Linked DNA regions of Mus musculus: all the other regions are linked to region 3. A link is a contact called in public Hi-C and promoter capture Hi-C data. All regions are on one chromosome and are shown on one strand. Each heading gives the region's core, a stretch centred on a gene start, on an enhancer-like site or on the middle of the called end of the contact. The rest is flanking DNA. Distances are from core to core; before and after follow the strand shown. Region 1 overlaps Cradd (CASP2 and RIPK1 domain containing adaptor with death domain). Region 2 has its middle 19 kb from the start of 4732465J04Rik. Region 3 holds the start of Mrpl42 (mitochondrial ribosomal protein L42).

What was found. Promoter capture Hi-C pulls out the DNA fragments that hold promoters and counts their contacts. A called contact is a pair of places that touch in the nucleus more often than the background predicts.
Region 1: a contact with region 3 is called in a promoter capture Hi-C map of macrophages, with 5 read pairs. The contact joins the enhancer-like site here to the promoter of Mrpl42 in region 3. A contact is called at or near these places in 1 of 39 promoter capture datasets (macrophages), 1 of 484 Hi-C or Micro-C datasets (the G1E-ER4 cell line), 6 of 115 datasets of contacts at active chromatin or transcription factors (the 230-238 cell line, effector CD8 T cells, embryonic stem cells and 1 more) and 2 of 9 other capture datasets (adipose tissue and liver).
Region 2: a contact with region 3 is called in a Hi-C map of myocytes, with 2.0 times the contacts expected there. The contact joins the enhancer-like site here to the promoter of Mrpl42 in region 3. A contact is called at or near these places in 1 of 484 Hi-C or Micro-C datasets (myocytes) and 1 of 9 other capture datasets (pancreatic islet).

Annotation. Positions count from the first base shown.
Region 1 is chr10:95,298,934-95,301,753 of GRCm38.p6, forward strand. All of the region lies in intron 2 of Cradd (CASP2 and RIPK1 domain containing adaptor with death domain), which reads right to left. Among named protein-coding and RNA genes, the nearest start is that of Cradd, 23 kb to the right of the region's middle. Within about 2 kb of position 1,553, at least 57 of the 459 cell types and tissues checked have an H3K27ac peak or open chromatin away from gene starts, as enhancers often do. A contact at or near this core is called in the 230-238 cell line, effector CD8 T cells and macrophages, where this site is marked.
Region 2 is chr10:95,752,357-95,755,146 of GRCm38.p6, forward strand. No RefSeq gene overlaps it. Among named protein-coding and RNA genes, the nearest start is that of 4732465J04Rik, 19 kb to the right of the region's middle. Within about 2 kb of position 1,320, at least 3 of the 459 cell types and tissues checked have an H3K27ac peak or open chromatin away from gene starts, as enhancers often do. A contact at or near this core is called in myocytes, where this site is marked.
Region 3 is chr10:95,500,552-95,503,321 of GRCm38.p6, forward strand. It overlaps Mrpl42 (mitochondrial ribosomal protein L42), which reads right to left and starts at 1,398. Exons shown (of 6, transcript NM_001359476.1): 1 at 1,355-1,398.

The DNA.
Region 1 (2,820 bases), core at 303-2,802, 200 kb before region 3:
CCTTGGGAAGCTGAGCAGAGTACTGGGAACTCTGCATTACTGCTTCCTGTCTTAATCACTTAAGAGTAACAACAGGGGGCGCGGAGAGATGGCTCAGTGGTTGCAAGCACTTGTTGCTCTCTCAGGGGACCTGGGCTCTGTTCCCAGCACTCAGATGGTGGCCCATAACCGTCCCTCACTCCAGGTCCAGGAGATGTGACACCCTCTTCTAAATTCCTCGGGCACGGGGCAGACACGTGGTGCGCATACATAACGTCAGGGAAAACACTCATATACTGGAAATAAAAGCAACTCTAAAAACAACAAAGCACCACCAGCATCAAGACACCCTGCCGTGGATAGTTACCGCTCCCCGAAACCCCTGTGTGGCCCACACAGACCTGCAGAACCAACAGAAATCAGTCAAAACTGGAGCCTAGAGCAACTACTTCTATTACACCGCAAGTTTTATTCAAATGATCTCTACAAGAAGCATTTGTAAAAAGGGAACCTACTTGGCACCTGTTTTCTTTAATGAACAAATGAGAAACAGCCTTCTGGCCCTTTTTGAAGGTAATCCCCATCTTTGGCTAGACCCTGTCTCTCCCACCCTCAAGATCACAGCATACAGACAGCCATCTGAGAGCCAAGTCCTGTATTTGGCTGGTTCTGAGAGTCAGTCTGAGGTGTGAAATGCGGTTCAGGATGATGAAGAAAGAGGTCTACCCTCTCGATCCCTGAGTGAGTAAAACAAAAACGACATAAATGACTTAAGCCACTTGTGAAATGGATCAGAGCGTGACTGTCACAAAAGGTGGGCTCTGTGTAATGGAATGAGGACCGCTGCTCTCAACAGTCTGCAGAGCAGATGGTACTAAAAAGCAGGCGGCTGTGCCCCCTTGGAAGGTCACCACAGGTCAGAAAGGTGCGCTTACTTAGAGAGCTGTTTCCACTAGCAAGGGAGGCAACAGAAAGCCCGGGGGAGCAGGCGAGGGTGGAGAGACCTGGTGAGCACTGCTCTATGAAACCCAATTCCCAGAAGACTAGCCAGAAGAGTCAAAGAAGAACAGGGGGAGTGGAGTGAGGGAGATGGCTCTGTGGTTGCAAGCACTCTTCGCAGGAAACCTCTACAAAGAGCACTGCGGAACTTGAGCCAAGCGCTCACAGCCTGGGATACAGAACCTGCAGTTTCCAGAGCCTGTCGATCAGTGCCAGGCCCAGCAGCAGCAGCCTAGAACCCACACTTTGCTTGTCCTTTCTCTGTTAAGGTGGGGAACAAAACAGAAGTCTCCATGCCACCCTAGATCTGAAGCAATCCAGTAGATGTGGGGCGGCTGACAAAGATGGGAATTGGGGGTGATGCTGCCCTCACAGTCTAAGCCAGAGTCCTTAACTTCAGCCCTCACCCTAGCCCTACAGAGTCCATGTAAAAAAATCTCCCTACTGACTCATGTGTCTGATCATGTGGTTCCCAGTTAGTGTTGGCATTTGGGGAAATTGTAAGACCTTTATTTAGGTGGAATTTCACTAGAGGAAGTGAAGTTCTGGGGGTTGTATCATGAACCTTTTCTGGACCAGTCTGGACCAGTGTCTTCTACTTACTGACTACTGGTGGTCAATCTAAGCCCCATGAGACTCTCTGATACTACTGCCGTGAGCCATTTCTGTGGCTTGCCTTTCCCGCCATTGTTGACCATGTTCCCTCCCTCAGACTGTGAGTCATAAAACTTCTTCAAGTTTAAGTTCCCATACACGGTTCTGTGACGGCTGTGACTTCCGCAGAGGGCCTGGCAACCGATGGTGAGGAGTTATTAGGGGGGTTACAGACGATTACAGGTAACTATGACAAAAGATGGTTAAAATAGTACTACAAAAATCTAGGGAGAATCAAGGGAGGGAAAACCCACTCCAAATTCAATAGAATATTAAAAGGCTTTGAGAAAAGATTATATTGGGACCTGAAAATGAAGGTGCTTCTTGTTGTTGTTGTTGTTGTTGTTGGAGTTTGGGGATTTTGTTTCATTTTGTTTCTTTGGTTGATTTTTGTTTGTTTGTTTTTGAGAGACAGAGACTGGAAACTAAAGAGAAAAGGAAAAGGAAACAGAAAAGGGAGGGATGAAAGGAAGGAGGGAGGGAGAGAGGGAGGGAAAGAGGGAGGGAGGGAGGGAGGGAGGGAGGGAGGGAGGGAGGGAGGGAGGGAGGTAGTAACTGCACGTGAAAAGACATGGTGTTGTTACATCAGAAAGAAAAAGCTGATAAATGTCTCTCTTCCAAAACAGCCCTGCTGGGCTCGACTGGGGAACTGGATCATCAACACGGGAAGCTAGGGCCTTCAAAGCCACTAGAAAGTGTGGTTACCATTCCCAAAAGACCAAGGCACTGGGGTTTGATTAAACAGCTGCTCTCCTTGGGGTACAGGGAGTATCACTCCCCCTTTCTGCTGTCTTCTCTCTTGTCTCCTCTCTCTTCTAGAATGACTCCAGAGGCAACATAGGACCATGAGAACAGAAGTCATGTCGTAAAGACGGCAAAGTCCATGAACAGGAGCCTGGGGACAACAGACTCTGTGTGTGTATGTGTGTGTGTGTGTGCGTGTGTGTGTGTGTGTGTGTGTGTGTGTGTGTGTGTGTACTGTGTGTAGAACTCACTAGCGCTTTGTTTTCCTTTGCCTCTTGTTTTGTTTTCTCTCCCAGACAGAGTCTCATTATCTCACTCTGCCTGACCTAGAACTTGCTATGTAGACCAGGCTGGCCTTGAACTCACAGGGATTCTATCTGCCTTTGCCTCTGGAGTCATAGGGCTAAAGGTAGAAGCCGTGACACCTGTCTCACTGTTATTTCT
Region 2 (2,790 bases), core at 70-2,569, 250 kb after region 3:
AAGAAATAAAAAGACATCATTACAATGTATGTTAGTTTGTACAACACTTAGAAAATATCTGAGACAATCAATTTATAAGGAGGAATGGTTATAATTGCTCATGGTTTTGGAAGTTTCTGTTCAAGGCCAGTTGACCCATTCACTTTTTGGCCTGTGGTGGAGGAGCACCACAGGGCATGCAGAATGTGGTTTAGCAAGTGATCACCATATATTGGTCAGGAAACGGAAGAGGCAAGGCCTGGAGTTCCAGAACCCCTATTAAGGGCACCTGTCAATAACCAAAACATTTCCCACCAGCCCTTACCTCTTAAAGCTGCCGCCACCTTCCAATAACACCAGGCCAGAGACCAAGCCTTTAATACGTTGTAGACCAAAGTTATAACACATTGAAAACGTTATGCTTTCATCGTAACCTTAATACACATAACTGCATTTAGAAGCCTTCACTATAATAAGTTCACTGGCAATGGTCTAAAGCCAGTTTTAACCTAACCCACTTCTGTGAGACCTCATTGCTCATTTCCAAACTTGGATTGTGAAATCATCTTCACAATCTTTTACCATATTTTAACACTGGTGAGTTTTTCCAAAACATCTCAGTAAAAAATATTATTTTGTACCATTATAATAATTCACTCTTTCTATTCCTATGCCATTATGTAATTTTAGTGACACGTAACTACAACATGAAGAATTCTGGAGTTGAAAAGACACAGAACTCAACTTGCAGGAGCAGAAGTGTGTGGCTGAGGTGGAGTGGATGTGGCACTCTGGGTGGGTGACTTGAGTGGGAACTCAAGGCTCATTGACGTCTCTCCATAGCTTGTATGCACAGCCTGAGGGGATAATACTCATTTTTGAAAGATAAAACCCACACGGGGCATTATGTTGGTGACTAAGAAGGTTGACACTTGGGAACAGTTCATATTTTGAGTTTGGGGATCAGATAACCATCCTGTAAATCAGTGGTTCTCAAGCTTCCTGACACAGTGACCCTTTAATACAGTTCCTCAGGCTGTGGTGGTCCCCAACCATACCATTATCTCAGTTGCTACTCCATAACTGCAATTTTGCTGCTGTTCTGGACTGTAATGTAAATATGTGATATGCAGGATATCTGATAGGCAACCCTTGTGAAAGGGTTATTCAACCCCCAAAGGGGTTGCCTCCCACGTGTTGGGGGCCACTGCTGCCATGCATGATGCTCATACAGCGCCTCTGCTTTAAATATCCCTCCTCAGGCAGGAATCAACCCTTGGTCTCTGTGATGGTAGCACATTCAGAAGGTTTGCGTCAGAGGCAATGAAACTGGTTAACTTTAGTTGCGCACACATCTTTCTGGAATGGAGGTCAGCTATTTTATCCACAGTGAATGAGACCAACGCATCACCGAACGTGAGGAAACATCTAATTCGGCCACTTTATGCTATGAAATAAGATCTTGGTCTTGGTCAGAGATCTTTGATCGTGTTACAGGAATAGTTCCGGTTATTTTTACCCATTGCTGCACAGATGTATTCATTTGCTTTTACATGCGCTTAAGACTAATGCCTGAACGGACAGGTGTGAGGATAGAAGTTGGCTAAATATAAACTTGTACAAGTTCATGAGTTCAACAAGCAGGCCCCCTAAAAAAACAAAAAAAAAAAAACAAAAAAAACCCTCCCACCCAAGAAGAATCTTCTAGCACAAATGACCGATGCCCTGTGAGTAATCCTTGTTCCTGCTCTACCACATACGGCTGCTTTAGTTTTATTTAAAGGTGATTTTTAAAAAAAGATTTATTTATTTATTTATTATATGTAAATACACTGTAGCTGTTTCAGACACTCCAGAAGAGGGCATCAGATCTCATTACAGATGGTTGTGAGCCACCATGTGGTTGCTGGGATTTGAACTCAGGACCTTCAGAAGAATAGTCAGTGCTCTTAACCGTAAGCCATCTCTTCAGCCCTTGTGGTTTTTTTTTTTTTTTTTTTTAAGCTGGTAAGAGATTAAATAAAACTCACCACCTCTGTAATGCTTCTCTGGTCTGAAGTCTGTTTTCCCCTTTATTAAAAGCTCAACTTCACAACGTTGAGGATTTAAAAGAGAATCTATATTACATTCTTCTTGAGAATTCTTATTTTTCTCGTTAACAAACAAATCCCAAAAAAGCAAACCTCTTGTGAGCTACCTCACAGTAAATCTTGTTATAAATCATGAGCCACCTCAAAGGAAACCAGGGGCCCAATGGAAGGTGATGGATCTGGAGCCGCCCACTTTCATTGATCTCTCTCAGGGTTGTGTGAGCACTCTACTTGGTTACTGTATCGTATTCTGCTACTCAGTTTTCTGGAATGCATTTGAGAAAGGCTTCTGATTTCTGTTGTCCTCTTCTGCCGTATTTCTACCCTTCTTGTGGGAGATGGTTGAAGCAATGGTAGCCCAGACTTGCCTCTAACTGCTATGTAGCCAGGGATATACTTGAACTCCTGACCGAGATTATAAGCTTATAGCACCACAGCTGGCAATTCTTTCCCTTGAGCATCTTAACATCTTCCTATGTGCATTTCCTGTCCTGTTAATATTCTGCACAGTTCTGAGGAACAGCAGCAGCGAGAGGGACAGTCCCTAAGTGATTCCTGAAGTGAAAGGCAAGTATTTATAAGAAAACTCCTTGCTTGTTAGAAACAGATACATACCCAAATTGTCCTAATGCCAGTCTTCTAAGAAGTAAGAAAATTACCTGCTTATTTGTCTGCCCAAGTGTCCTACAGTGCATTGAAGAGGCGTTGATATCCACAGGTG
Region 3 (2,770 bases), core at 148-2,647:
AAAGGTAAAGTTAAACACTAACATCAAGGTAGGAACCATTAGCTAGTGCTCATCATTTGAAAACAAGGCTTTTAAACCTGGCCGTTCCAGTTTAACAACAGGACAAAGTCACTGAGATCAAAATATGAGAAACAGAGCAACTATTCCGCTATCATTTCTCTTAAGTGCAACTTTCTCAGGACTCTGCACAGTCGGCTTCACTTACTGAGTGCTTAGCAGAATACGTAATTAGAAAGTCACTCACACATAATACACGCTGCAAACTCTTCCTCAAATGCTAGTGAGTCTACATTCTAGCTCCCAAGTCCCACCCATAGGATCCTATCACTTACAGTAATGCTGTTTCTGATGAAACTAAATATTCAACATGAAAAACTTAAGAGGAACCCATCGATGTCACTATCTCATCTCCTGTCACATAACATTTAAAGATGCAGCAAGCATATTTATTTCGAATCATGAAAATTTAAAAGGACTTGCTTCCAAAGACTTTAGTGTTGCTCACTTACAAACTGGAAGATTTGAGGCAAGTCATTAACTAAACGACCTTCCAATTCTTCAGTGGTAAACTTCAAGAAGCAACCACAAATTTCATGAGATGGTGTAAATAAACGGTAATTACTGTGCCCCTATTCTCTATTGGTCTCAGTGACCCTCTATAGGCAGGAAAGGGATTAGGATAGGGCTCTCTTTATTTGCACGCAGATGCCAGACATCCTAAGAGCGCCGCGAATGGCAAACCCTGAGTTCATTCAGCTAGTTATTTATGCCTTGCAACCCACTTTCTTAATATTCTGTGCTCTTTCAGTTTATTGGGAACGAAGGCTGAGAAAAGTCAAATGCTTTATTTTGGTAGTTCACTGTCTAACTGGTGGCATGCACGGAAAGAAAACCCACGTCTTCTGATTACAAGTCCAAAATCAAAACGTTTGTGGGGACCTTCCTCTGCTCCATGCTAGCATACCCAGGGGAGGGTCAAACTATTGCTCCAAAGAGAGACTTTCCAGGATGAGCCCCTTGGCACGGAATTCAGTTCCAAACCAAACACCCCGGTGGGGCTGAAGTTCGAGCAACAGTAATACAGGGACTACCACCCAGGAGCCGGTTCAAAGACTTGAATCAGGAGGAGTCTAAGGAGTCGCAAGGTCAACTTGGTGCAGGCTGACGCCCGCATGCACGCCGAGGTGTGCTACAGGAAGGGCGCAACCACACGCCGGCCCTTCTGCAAGATGGAGCCTGGGGACACCGGCAGCCTCGTCCTGCCTCCAACGACAGACATTAAAGCCCTCAATGCCTACGGACAAGCCTTCCGGGCCTGTAAGGAGAGGGCAGCGGTACCTCCACGGCTACTCACCGCGCGCTCGCCATCTTGCTTCAATCTGGGTCCTAAAGGCGCCGTCCAGCGCGCGCTATACGCGCGCGAGGCACTCTGGGAGTTGTAGTCTCTGCCAGGAAAGTAGCCCTAGTTGCAGAAAGAAGGCGGGGCGGGCAGCTGTGGCCAGGCTGCATTTGTTGTGGCCCCTTGGACTCAGGATTCCCAAAGGTGCCCAGACAACAAAATCGCTACCCTCCCGATTTTAGTAGCAGGAACTATTTAAAATAACATCAAAACCAATGTTATACTATTATTCAGAGAATATTAACATTCTCTAAAATTTATGAGCCTATTGGCACCAAATTCAGCTCCAAACCAAATGGATGAATGTGTTTTTCATAATGGATCAATTAAGTTTTCTCAGAGAAGACAAAATGCCAGAGAATTCAAATGAGGGGCCCAGGACTGATATATTTGAAATGAAACCTAGAGAAGCTTTCTCAACCAATGGATCTGATAGATGTAGGAGCTGAAAGGAGAACGTTCCGGGTGTGGCTTTGTCGACTGACTAGGTTAGTCAACAACCTACAGGAGAGGAAAGACTGATAGAGCAGGTTAGAAGTTGTCTGGTAAGGGTGGGAATGGATTCCATTCAGGAGCTGTTGATTTGGGGATTCGCCTGAGACACGCAAGCGGCGATATAATGAAGGTAGAGAGATTTGTTTAGAGAGTAAAGGTTGGGCTAGATAGGAGTATAAAGCCATAGGATTGAGGGCTGGGTATGGAGCTTGGTGCTAGAGCATGCCTGAGACCCTGGGTTTGATGTCTGGCACCACAAAAACATGAATAAAGCTATGAGAATAATGAGTTGGTCAACACATTGACCTCGCTACTCCGGAGACTCCTCCTGCAAGTCTTTAAATGGCTCATGGTTGGTAATCCCTGTGTTCCTGTTCCTCAAACTTCAGACCCACCCACCGGGGTGTTTGATTTGGAACTGAATTCAGTGCCAAGGGGCTCACTCATCCTGGAACGTCTGACCCTCCCCTGGGTATGCTAGCATCGAGCGGAGGAATGTCTTATTGAGATGTAGCTAAAATGGAAGAGGGCTCCAAACAGGGCCAAGGAAATCTAACATATATCACCTAAGAGGCCACCTAGCATGGGAATATCTGAAAAGAGACAGTCCAACAAATAATTGTTAGTATTCCTTCTAGACTCCGCCCAATAGGTAGACCTGTCTTGCTATAAAAGTGGCTCTTTGGCCCCCTGCCCCCTGTTCTCTCCCCCTCCTCTTCTCTGTCTCTGTCTGTACCCCCTTCTCAACTCCCCTTCTCATGCCTCCAAATTATTCTATGCTACACCTGTGCTATGGCTGGTACCTGGAGGGTGGGGTTGGGGACGCCTCATCATGAGCCCACCAAGGCAACCCTTCCAACCTAATTTGCATGGAGG